Regions from separate parts of the Mus musculus genome. Here region 2 is linked to region 1. Evidence: chromatin contacts called from public Hi-C data. All regions are on one chromosome and are shown on one strand. The core of a region is the stretch at or near the end of the contact, and the rest is flanking DNA. Distances in the headings are between cores, read along the strand shown.

Region 1 (5,767 bases), core at 1,635-4,134:
GTTCACAAAGTAAAGCCAGGCTTGACTGAACGCCATGATGACTCCACAGAGCTAAGTCTTGGAACCTCTGTCCATGCAGGGCACATGAGCAACATCCAGTGCACATCATCTCATTCTTTGATAGGCAGGGATTTGGTTCAGTAGGAGAGCCCACAGCATAGGCATGAGGCTCTGGGTCCTATCTCCAGTACTTGGGGGGGGGGGAAGGCAAAAATCTAGACCTTTGTCTTTTGTTTGTTTTTAATTGTGCACTTTGAACTAAGTGCCACAGGTGACATATGGTAGCTGCCTTGTAATTAATTATATCCATGCCAGACAACGATCGTTATAGATATTCCAACTTGTATAGAGAGCTATCACAAAGTTTAGGAGTTACTGAAAGGCTGTGTTTTCTGCGTTTATAATGTTATGCTGAAATAGTTTACAAGGAGTGTACTGTGAGGCTGTTGATATAAAGTAGTTCCCTGTGAAGAATGACAGAAAGGGACATTGACACTTGCTATCCTTCCTTCCCAGATAGACAGATCCATTTCCTAGCAATCTAACAATGATTCTTTAGTGTCTCGCCCCCTCTTCCCTCCCCTCTTCCTTCTTGTTGGAAATGGGACCTCACTGCACAGTTCAGACTGGTCTCCACCTAGTGATGTGGCTCAGTCTGTCCCTGAACTCACAGCCATCTTCCTGTCTCAGCCTCCCAGGTATAGGGGTTATAGGCACATGCCAACATAATTGAATTGTATTTCATTTGTAAGCCATTTGCTAATGATATTCTGTGTGGATTTTTAATTTCAACAGAGCGTATTGACTCACTTGCTGAGTGGCTCATAACATAGGCTGTGAGTAGACAACTGTGATAGTTCGGCTGTGACACTCTTGCTAGGCCTTGCCATAATCTTCAGTATGTCATTTTGCAGACACAGGAGATTGTAAACTTTTTATACCAAAGGGACACCAGAGTTAGAGAAAAGGCTTTACCCTCGCCCTATGCATTACGCTCTGCATTGTCCTTATAATGTATAAAATGAAACTACAATTAGACATTACCTTCCCCCCACACACCACTTGTGGTTGTGCTGAGTAAGTACCTATGGGAACAAGAATACTAGTCCTGAGATCAGTCCACTAGTCAAGTTGTCTTAATAAGACAGAAATTCACCAGCATCTCCTGTCCCACGGAGACTCAGAGGCGGTTTGGAATTTGCTTATGATGGACAATAAGTGGTTCAGGTGAAGTTGTTTAATTGTCTGGGAAAGGAAGGAAATAAATAACAAGGGTCTGTTCTGGAGGCCGGGGTGGGCCTCCGAGACACAGGGCGAGGGCTGTCTCTTCTTCCCAGCACAGATCGCTTTGCCTTGTGGTCCTCTACCTCCCATGTGCTGCCTTGATTGCCTTCTGGCTCAAGCTTGACTCAACATGTCCAGGTCATACACTCTTGCTCAGCTGTGTGAGTAACACGGTTTCTTCTCTTTGCAGGGTTTATGGTGTGCTTTGTAATGTCTACAAAGGGGAGGCACCATAATGTTAAGATACAAATCATCCGGTGCTTTGGAAACCACAGGCAGCACTGTTGAATGCTATGTCTTGACTCCTTAAATGCTGAGGCATTTTTATGCATTTGACTTATCAAGAAAGTGGTGAAAATCTTTCTCCGAAGTCCCTATTGAGTTCATTGTGAATTAAGGGTTTTGAAGTTAAAATGAGATACATTCCCAACTTAAAACAGTGAAAGTCCTGAGCATTGCCAATACTGAGGTGAGGCTGGAGAAGAATGCTCAGGATGAGGGAAGCTCCTCCCAGTGTCTGCTCTCACTCTGCCCCAGGTCCTGACCCATATCTTCCTTTTGTCTTGACCTGCCCTCTTTTCCTGACTTTTGTGGTGTCTTATTACCTGGATCATCATCACCACTAATGCTAATAACCATAAATACATATGCACTAAACAGCCATGCAGACCTGGGCCCTGCTGATGTAGGAAGGAGACATACAATCAAATGTACCTAGTGACTCTGGAGTGAGCAGTGCAGGAGTGAGCAGTGCATGGCGGGCGAGCTGTCACGTTTGACTTCTCAACTGCAGATCTAAGTAGATGTGCTGATTTGTAACCAGAATACTGTAGCCTAGGTTATCCTTTTGCCTCATTGACTCAGAATTTTTCTCTTCCTACCCTTTGTCACTCCTCTTTCACCCAGCTTTTATCCCTTTAATTTGATAGAATACACTCAATGTTCTATGATCTCCTTAGGACACGGGTAGAAATCTTGATGGTCTTGAAGCCTGAGCCCTAAGGTAAGCAAACCACAACCAACTTTGCCATCAGACAGGAAAATTTCTATTTCCAAAGCTGATTTACTCAGAAGACAGAGAAATGAAAGCTTCTAAATGATTTTTGCCACCTTTTTCATGTATATACAAGTCACAAATAATTTAAGTATTTATGGTCTGGAGTTAGGACATTATTTAAAGCTCATAAAATCTTAAACATCAAGATCTTAACTGTGGGGCTTTGTGGAATAAATATCAAATTTACAGGCCTTGAAGACATGCCTAACATCAACTTAATGGGTGAGAGAACTACGAGAGATGTTTTATCAATATTTGTCCGCTGCAAAGTGTAGCACACAGCAGCAAAGGAAATGTCTCTCCGCTCAATTAGCACAGTGACAGTAAATGAAAGTGTCACTGCTAATGCATTTGTTGGAATTAGCCCCACAACATGCATTCTGTTTAAATCAAATAGTGCAGCAGTAATCAGTTTTGGTCAGTTTGGAATGTCTGTGTTAGGATCAATCAAATGCATTTTGGTGATGGTTCGGGGGGAAAGAACATGCTGAACAGCAAGGAAGTTACCGTCTCTGCATCAGGACCATCACCCCATAGCCATGTGATGTCAGACCCTGAAGGTCTTTAGAAACCTACATTTCCAATTAGGAAATCAATAACAACAGTGTGTAAGTAGATAAGTAGGCCTGGTAGTGAAACTTGCTTTCTTTAATCCACTTAGGAGCTCTGTGTGACATGAGAAGGCTGCAGTGATTTATTTGATTTGAAATTTTCTAAAATTGCCTCCTTCGCTAAAACCACCTCTCAAATCTAATCAGCAGGATGCATAAAAACCACAGTCAATAACAGAACAGAGCCCGTTCTGGTGGTTTCATACCGTGTGAGTCCTTAGCTTTGAAACAGTATTTTAATATATCATATGCCTTCATATGTAAAGTGCCTAACAGGCTCATTCATAGAGATAGAAAATAGAATGGCTCTCAGCACTCAGAAGTCAGAGGCAGGTGGATCTCTGTGAGTTCAAGACCAGCTTAGTCTTCAGGCTAACCAGGGCTGCATAGTGAGAACCTGTCTCAAAAGAGAAAGCAGAATGGAGTCTATTGTGAGGAGCTAGAGAAAATCGCTGTGTCACAGGTCCCATTCAGTGTGGGCTGGTGCAAAGTTCTGGAGAGTAACAACATGAGCAGTTGCTCAGCAGAGGGAATGTCCTAGGTCACTTCAGACTTCAGACTCAAAAATTAATTTGAGTCTGCTGTGTTTTACTATGTTAAAAATGGAACTATGGGACTCCTGCCTAGGACCATGTGGCCTCAGTAGGAGGGAGCCCTAAACAAGACAACCCCAACCTGGGGCTGTGGGGAGTGAGCCTAAGACTATCACAAGCCTAGCACCATGGGCTCTGGACAAGGAGTTAGCCTGAGACAACCACCAGTCCATCGCTGTGCAGGCCTGGGCTGGCAGACCATGCCTGAGATGACCCATGCCTGGTGCCACACTGCATGAATTGGACAGTGCACTCCTGAGACCACTTCTGAGATGATCCCAGACACCCAGAGACCCCAGGCACCACTAAGATAAGCAAGCAAGTGGTGGAGAGATGAAAGAAAAAGAAACAATAGGATGTGTGCAGAATGAGGAGAGGTAGAACTGGAGACTCGAGGGTAGTAAGCAACAGCCTGATGTGAGTAGACCATGGTGAAGTCCTGGCCTGTTCTGGGTTCGTGGCCCTGCAGCAGTGAAGGTCTATTACCACCAAAGGCCAGATGTACCTTCTCTGGGCTGCTGCCTGGGGCCATATTGACGTCTGATAGCTATGAAGAACTGGCCCCACTGTTCCCCTGGGCATCCTGGGAGAGCTGATCTCACCCCTTACCAGCTGTAGTTCTCTGGAGAACAGCATATTACCCAGGAACAATAGAGCTGACTCTAGTAGCAGAGTTGCAGATGAGCCAACCCTGAGGGTGTGAGTGTGGGAGCACTGGTGGCATAGACAACTCAGATACCTCTCAGGCTCAGATCCAGGGCTTTGAGTTGGCTCACCCCAACATCGACCTCATTGATTAATGATTGGAGCACACGAACGGGCTGGTTCTACAGATCCAGAACTACAGGATCTCCATAACACTGGGCAACAACAGGATATGCAAGAGGAGTCCAGGGAAGTTCCAGTATTGATAGTATAGCAGAAGCCATAGGCTTTGAACCAAACCAATGACTCATTGCAGTGGACATTTGTAAGCAAAGAAGTATAGACAAACAAGTATACTGTGGGACACACTGTAACATACTACAGTGTCCACATCAAGGTTTTTGTTTTTTTCTTTTGGATGGGATTTTGCAAGGGTTGAGTTTGGATGTGAGGGGCAGGGAGATGAGTAGGGTTGGGGTACATGATGTGAAATTCACAAAGAGTCAATAAAAAGTTTTAAAAATGAAAATATGTTAGCTAGTCTTTTCTCAAAACAATAGTACATAATATATGTAAAAGAAAGTTGGGTTACATATTGTTAAGCCAAAGATGGTATTTAGATTTGAAAGCATATGAATCCTTAGAGTAAGGCCAATTTGGGGTTATTTTCTTAAGCCAAACTACATGTAGCTTTATTAAAGGTATCTTCATAATCATGACACTCCTGCAGGCTCTAGGCAGATTGCCATTAACAGTATACAACATTCAGACACTCTCTTTATGGAATATAAAAATCTGAAAGTTACTGAAAAATCCAGTAAAAATCTTCTTTTGGTTCTCTAAGCAGGGGCAGTTTAGAGCAGACACAGATGTGTTTCATGCACCATATTGTTTAACAGATTTTACAAGCCCATGACCTAGAATCTAAAGTAAAAATAGCAATATTATGAATATGAAGGCCCATAATCTTTTTGTGGGTTTTGATACCATGCGTTGTATACATATAGTATTGGGTTTCATCATAACATTCTTATACATACACTTTGATCTTAGAAAAAAAAATAATGATGTCAGGGCCCGATCTCAATCATCTGATATACTGGAAACGCCAACTTTAGAAGCTGAGCAGGTCTTTGGTCTTCAGGGTAAATTAAATATATACTGATGGTAGAATGAAAAGAAAATATATGAATTAAAAATTTTCCACAGCATAAAGCATTCATAGCAAGATAGTTAAATGTACCAATGTCCAGAAATCTCTCCTCCTGAAAGACAAGAAATCAACATGGCTTGCAGGTAAATTTGTCCCCCACAAAAGCCCAGCCACAGAAATACTCTGCTATTGCCCCTCCCTTCAAACGTGTGAAGGATTCTATGTGCTGATAGCATGCATTTTTTTCCCTCATGGTTCTTCAGTGAAGGGTGCGTCTCAAGAGTCTGTCATCCATGTAGGATGAAATGCTAATAGGCCTTATCTTGTACAAATATTGTGCAGTGAGTTCGGAATTACAGTCCTTCTGGGCCATCAAGGAGGTACTATTAACGGCTACTGGAAAGGGGGAGTGATTATTTTTAGT
Region 2 (5,767 bases), core at 862-3,361, 210 kb before region 1:
TAGAATGAGATTTATTCAATGTGAGCACACTGGGAAGAGAGACAAAGGCATTCACAAATCCCTCAAGTGGTCAAGGCGTGTTCTCAAGTACCCTTGACCCATCCTTATTGGGATTTCAGTCTCATCCTGTCAGACAACTGTTAGAATTGTTTGAAATCTCTTTTCAGGAGACATGCTCCCTCTCAGGGCACCCTTCCCTCTTCCTAGGATGAGATTCCTGGGGGAAAATCCCATTTCTTTGGGATCCTTCTTGAATCTTGCCCTTAGTAAGTTAGCTACATAAAGATTGCCTCTGAAAGTCAATTCAATTGCTCACTGATGAAAATGTCTCCCTCTGGTCAGCATGCTTAGGCTGTGCTCAGTTCAGCACAGTAGATAAGACCGTTTAGTGGCTCTGTCTACTCCTGAGAAGCCAAGTTCTCGTGCTAAAATAAACATCTGTATTTCTCCTCTTTTTAATGCAGAATACCATCTAACCTCATGCAGAGGGTGATGGGTAATTTCAGTGGTGGAGAAGGCAATCCCTACAAGGTTTCACCTAGTCTTTATACCCAGAGGATGCTTTCCTGTTGTTCTCTGCTTGGTCTGTGTTCTTATTAGTTGTCCTCCATTGCCTATCTGAGCTATGGAGAAGCCCTATAAGGACCTGACTGCTCTGTCCTTTACATGGAGTACATACCAGGAATCACAATGCCAGGGCCAAAAGGTACTGCAGAGGTGGTTTGGCTAGGCTCTCCCTTGAGTTAGGTGTTAACCATTTGTTTCTTGAGAATCAATCTCTGCATTTCATCGGGGAGAACCCCACAAAAGTCATTTTAATTTTCCAAGTTAACAGGAGGGTTAGTTTTGTGGAAGAACTCAGAACTCTCTGACCCCTTGGCTTGTAGCACTTCCCTCCAGGAATAGAAATTTCTGCTGGAGGTAGAAGGTGGATTTGACCAAAGCACATTGTATTCATGTTTGAAATTCTCCAAGAATAAACTGAAAATATATTTGGGTCTGAGGAAATAGCTCAGTCAGTAAAGTGCTTGAGGCACAAACATCAAGACCAGACTGGAAGTCCCAGAACTCACATTTAAAAAAAATAAATAAACAAAGACATGCTTGCAATCCTAGTGTTGGAGAAGAGAGATGGGGAGAGCCTTGGGAACTTCCTGCCAGTCTGCGTAGTCTACTCAAAGCCGGTGGGAGAAACCGGTTTAAACAACAACAAAAAAAAAAAAAAAAAAAAAAAAAAACAATCAAGGTAAACAGCACTTGAGAAATGAGGTCTAAAGTTATCCTCTGATCCACACACAAATGTGCACACATGTATATGCACACCATGTAAACATTCACCCATACAAAAAAAGTGCATATGCAACACACACACACACACACACACACACACACACACACACACACGTGTACACACACACATGCACGTACTGCATATTTTTAAAGGATCCTAAGCAATCTTCATGGCTTTTTTCTCCAATAACCTCAAGTACAGAAGAAGTTCCCCCCAAGGGGCTCCCCGCTAGATTAGAATGCCAACACGAACTTTATGTCCTCAGGTTAACGCTGCCTTCTCCTTTGTAAATTGGAGATAAAAATAATGCCTATATTATGGGGAATAGCAGATGCTGCAGAAGTGAGGCCTAGAGGGATTTCTGTGTTTGAAAGAGCCTCATCTCTGCAGTCATTCAACATTCGGGGGGTGGGGGTGTAGGTTTGTGAGCGCCGAGGTGTGAGCATTGAGCGTTTATAGTGCTTTTGCTAACACACTTTGAAAGCGAGCTCAGATGTGGGAGGTGGTCCACAGAAGCACAAGACATGTAGATTTTGAGCACATAGATATTTGTGGACATTCTTATCAGCTATCAAATCAGAACTTAAAATAACAGTGCAGAAAATGACTGCAGGCGTTCACACTGCCTCCTCTGAGTAGTCAGGTTTCTGTAGGACTAGACCAGCACAGAGAGCCAGGAGTCAGCCTCTCCGTCCACACTCCTTTCCCTCCCTCCAGAATCAGTGGTGTGAGCCCGGTGACGTCACCACAGCAGGACCGGGATGTGATGTTCTGAAGAGGCAGAGGTATGGTGGAGGCTGCCAACAGCTGAGACAATCAATGCTGGTGACTCATTCCACCCCTGGGACAGCTTGGAGAAGAATGGCTAGTACTCTGCGTAACAGAGCCCTTTCATAGCTCTGGTTTTTAATCAAATGAGAGTACATTGATGGAACTTGTCTGGTGTTATTAGCTCAGTGTGAATATCAGGCCTCTGAATACTCACATCCATCCATCAGAATGTAACTTGCAGCGTGGGCGACTGTCTGTGTGGCGGGTAGACTCAGGGCTGGCATGGTGGTGACACACAGCCATGACAGCAACAGATGCTAAGTGAAAGCCCAGTGAATAGACCTGAAGAACGAGTGGGAAAACGGGTGGAGGGTGAATGGCTGGATGGACAAAGTGGAGAATGAAATGCCAAAGGATTTGAAATGTGGTAAAGGAGATAACGTTTTGTTTGGAATGGAGAAAATAAAACAAAAGACTTTGCTCCCTGAGGTCTTGATAAATGTATAGCCTAGCATACTGGTGCACAGCTACAATTCCAGCACTCAGCAGCTGAGGCAGGAAGACTGTGGTTTTGGAGCTAGCCTGGACTATTTAGTACATTTCAGCCCAGCCCCAGCTACATATCAACTGAGACCCTGCTTATAAATATATAAACAAGTAAATAAACAGCAAGAAAGATTGCTTAGTTGGGACAGTTTCCCAGGCAACAACGAGGATGGAGATGGCATCAAATGCCCAGTGCTTAGGAAGACCAAGCTGGTTCCACGGCCACGTCCTGGCAGTGATGGGCATGGTTCATCATGTTAAACGCTACACAAACAGGATTTCCTGTACAACTGCAATGTCTTACATGCAGTCAATTACTGGTTTTCCCCTTTTAAGTTAAATAGTTGCAGATCAGTATACAAGGAGAAGAATGTCTGGGTATGTATTCCAGAGACTTCAGACACAGCGAATGGGGCATAATAATAAGTGTGCTGGACTTTGTCCAGGGCCAATGGAAAATTGAATCAAGGCTTTAAGTGGAGGAAAAACAAATGAAATGGATTTTTTCCTTGTGTGTGTGTGTGTGTGTGTGTGTGTGTGTGTGTGTGTATGTACATAGGGAATGTGGAGGCCAGAGGACATACAACATATACAACCTTGGAGTCCTACGTGGTAGTGGAAGACCAACCTCTTCAAAGCACATTTTTCTGTGAGACTGAGTTGGGAGCCCTGATGCGACCTCCTGGTACATCCGCAAGACTTGTCCAGCAACTCTGTCTTCTACACAGGCCACAGATTTCTGTACGTTCAGGAGCATCTTGAAGCTGCTTATAGGGCAGCCTTTAGCATCCAATTCTAATATTTACCCTTCATTTAATCTACACAGCCTAGTAATAAGGAAACTAATTGCTGTTCGTCTCAGGCAGAGGAAACCTAACTCACAGGTTGATAGCTACTCAGGCACACAGCTATTCTGAGCTCATAGGATTGGGACCCACGTCCCATTCCCTTAATGGCCCTTTATCCTGTTCTGTGAGCTGGCACTTAGTAGAAATTTTAATGAACAGATGAATGATTGTTCTAAAAACAAAATAGGTGCTGTAAATGTAAGCTGTTAACGGAATTTCAGAACCTAGGAGGAATCATATGACATCTTAGAGATGATTTCAAATCCTAATCAAATACTGATTACAAAGGCTATGTTACGGTCCACTCCACTGCAGACTCTGAGCAGTGTTTTGTTCCTCACTTCGTAGAGTATCTACAACAGCCTTTACTCTCATGCAGTCCCTTCCTTTGCTGTTCTCTTCCTTTGCTGTTTTCTCCCATCTCTGTTCTACTCCCCCACCTGCCCTTCATGAAGGTACCCCGAGAACCCCTTCTACGCTAAGATCATGTGAGAGGTCACCTAATAGTGGGGAGCCATGCATTCTCTGCCCTTGGAGAGTGTTCAAACTATAGCAGTGTGACTTGAAATGTAGTAAACTCCATAAATACACAGCAATTCAGTGATGGCTTGTTGAGACAAGGAGGCTGGAGGACTGCCTTCGGGGATGTGACAGTGTAATGCAGATGTGAGGACTGAGAAATCACTGTGAACCAGAGGTCTGCAGTCCTGACACTACATGAGAGGTGAGGCTGAGCATGCCATGGGTGGTGGGGAGGAACTCTTAGATAAAGGCAGAGGCTGGTAGTCAGAGAAGACTAAAAAGAAAGAGAGAGAGAGACTGGAGGTACATAGGTGACAGTTTCGATGAGAAGGGACAGAGGAGGCATCAACACTGATAAGACCAATACAGACAGAATTGCTACCCAGGCCAGAGGGCAGGCTCTGGCTGGGAAAGGGTGCTGAACAAAACTGAGGGTCCTGTGGGAACAAGGCTCCTTTGCAGACAGGGAGAGAAGGAGAGAAACAGGTAGGATGCTGTCACTACTCTTCTCTTCTCTTCTCTTCTCTTCTCTTCTCTTCTCTTCTCTTCTCTTCTCTTCTCTTCTCTTCTCTTCTCTTTCTCTCTCTCTCTCTCTCTCTCACTCTCTCTCTCTCCCCCCTCTCTCTCTCTCCTCTCTCTCTCTCTCTCTCTCTCTCTCTCTCTCTCTCTCTCTCTCTCTCTCTCTCTCTCTCTCTCTGTGTTGCCTTATTTATCCTATACCTGTAGGTGTGTATGTGTGGCTTACCGTATCTGTTCTATACCTTTGTGTGTGTGTGTCTTACTTTATCTGTTCTATACCAACCATGTCCTGCCAAATACTGAGTGCAAGATATGAAAGGTACAAAAAAAATCTAGATTGGCTTTATATATAAATGCATTTAAAGAAGAGAAAGATGGCCACTAGAAACCTGATTTCTGACCAGGAACTAAAAACATCTTTCTGGAGGCCTGATCCTTCCCTGTTTCTCTGGAAGTCCTTGTGTGTGATGCTGGGAAGGCATCACTATACCTCATACCATTCTTCTACAGTGCTCTTCAGCTCACCTTGTCACCCACTGTCCTTTGACCTTAGCAGCAACAGGCAAGGCCATGCAAAATATTACACAAATTTTGTAGCTGAAGAAACAGAGACTCTATGCAGTTAAGTAGAGAAAGAAAGTGACCAGACTGGGAAATACAAATAAAGAAAGAGGAAAACAAAGTGTATTCGTAGCTCAAATCACAGAGAGCTAGCCCTGTGGCCTGGATTCGGGAGAGCTGGTGGGCAGACCAACTCAGCTAACTCAGTCCCAGATTCAGGGCTTTGAGTAGGCCCACCCCACTGTGTGCCCCACCTATGAACTGCTGGAGCCTGTGAAGGGGCTGGTTCAGAAGATCCAAAGCTGCAGGACCTCCATGACACAGGGAAACAGCAGGATATCCAAGAGGAGTCCCCATGAGGATCCAGTATCGATAGTGTAGCTGAAGCCAGAGGCCTCAAATCAAACCAATGAGTCATCGAAATGAACACTGGCAAGAAAAGCTGTTTTGGCAAAAGGGTATATACTGAGGGAGACAACCGACACACTGCAGCTTTCATGACAAGACTTTTTTGGCTTTGTTTATGCTATGTTCTTTCCTTTGGGACGGTCACAGGGGCAGAGGTGAGATATGGAGGGTCAGGGAAATGGGTGGGATTGGGGTGCATGATGTGAAATTCACAAAGAATCAATAGAAAGAACGTTCCAAAAGGTCACAGGACTGAAGCGAGCATCATAATTTCATGGTGCAGTGAGGTGGATAGAGATCC

Evidence for each region. A called contact is a pair of places that touch in the nucleus more often than the background predicts.
Region 2: a Hi-C map of the N1E-115 cell line shows a contact between it and region 1, with 6 times the contacts expected there. The contact joins two enhancer-like sites. A contact is called at or near these places in 2 of 484 Hi-C or Micro-C datasets (the N1E-115 cell line and nephron progenitors) and 1 of 115 datasets of contacts at active chromatin or transcription factors (cardiomyocytes).

Annotation. Positions count from the first base shown.
Region 1 is chr4:9,231,483-9,237,249 of GRCm38.p6, reverse strand. It overlaps a transcript of Clvs1 not described here. Among named protein-coding and RNA genes, the nearest start is that of Gm23423, 24 kb to the right of the region's middle. Within about 2 kb of position 2,884, at least 5 of the 459 cell types and tissues checked have an H3K27ac peak or open chromatin away from gene starts, as enhancers often do. A contact at or near this core is called in the N1E-115 cell line, where this site is marked.
Region 2 is chr4:9,440,940-9,446,706 of GRCm38.p6, reverse strand. All of the region lies in intron 5 of Clvs1 (clavesin 1), which reads right to left. Among named protein-coding and RNA genes, the nearest start is that of Gm11816, 160 kb to the right of the region's middle. Within about 2 kb of position 2,111, at least 67 of the 459 cell types and tissues checked have an H3K27ac peak or open chromatin away from gene starts, as enhancers often do. A contact at or near this core is called in the N1E-115 cell line, where this site is marked.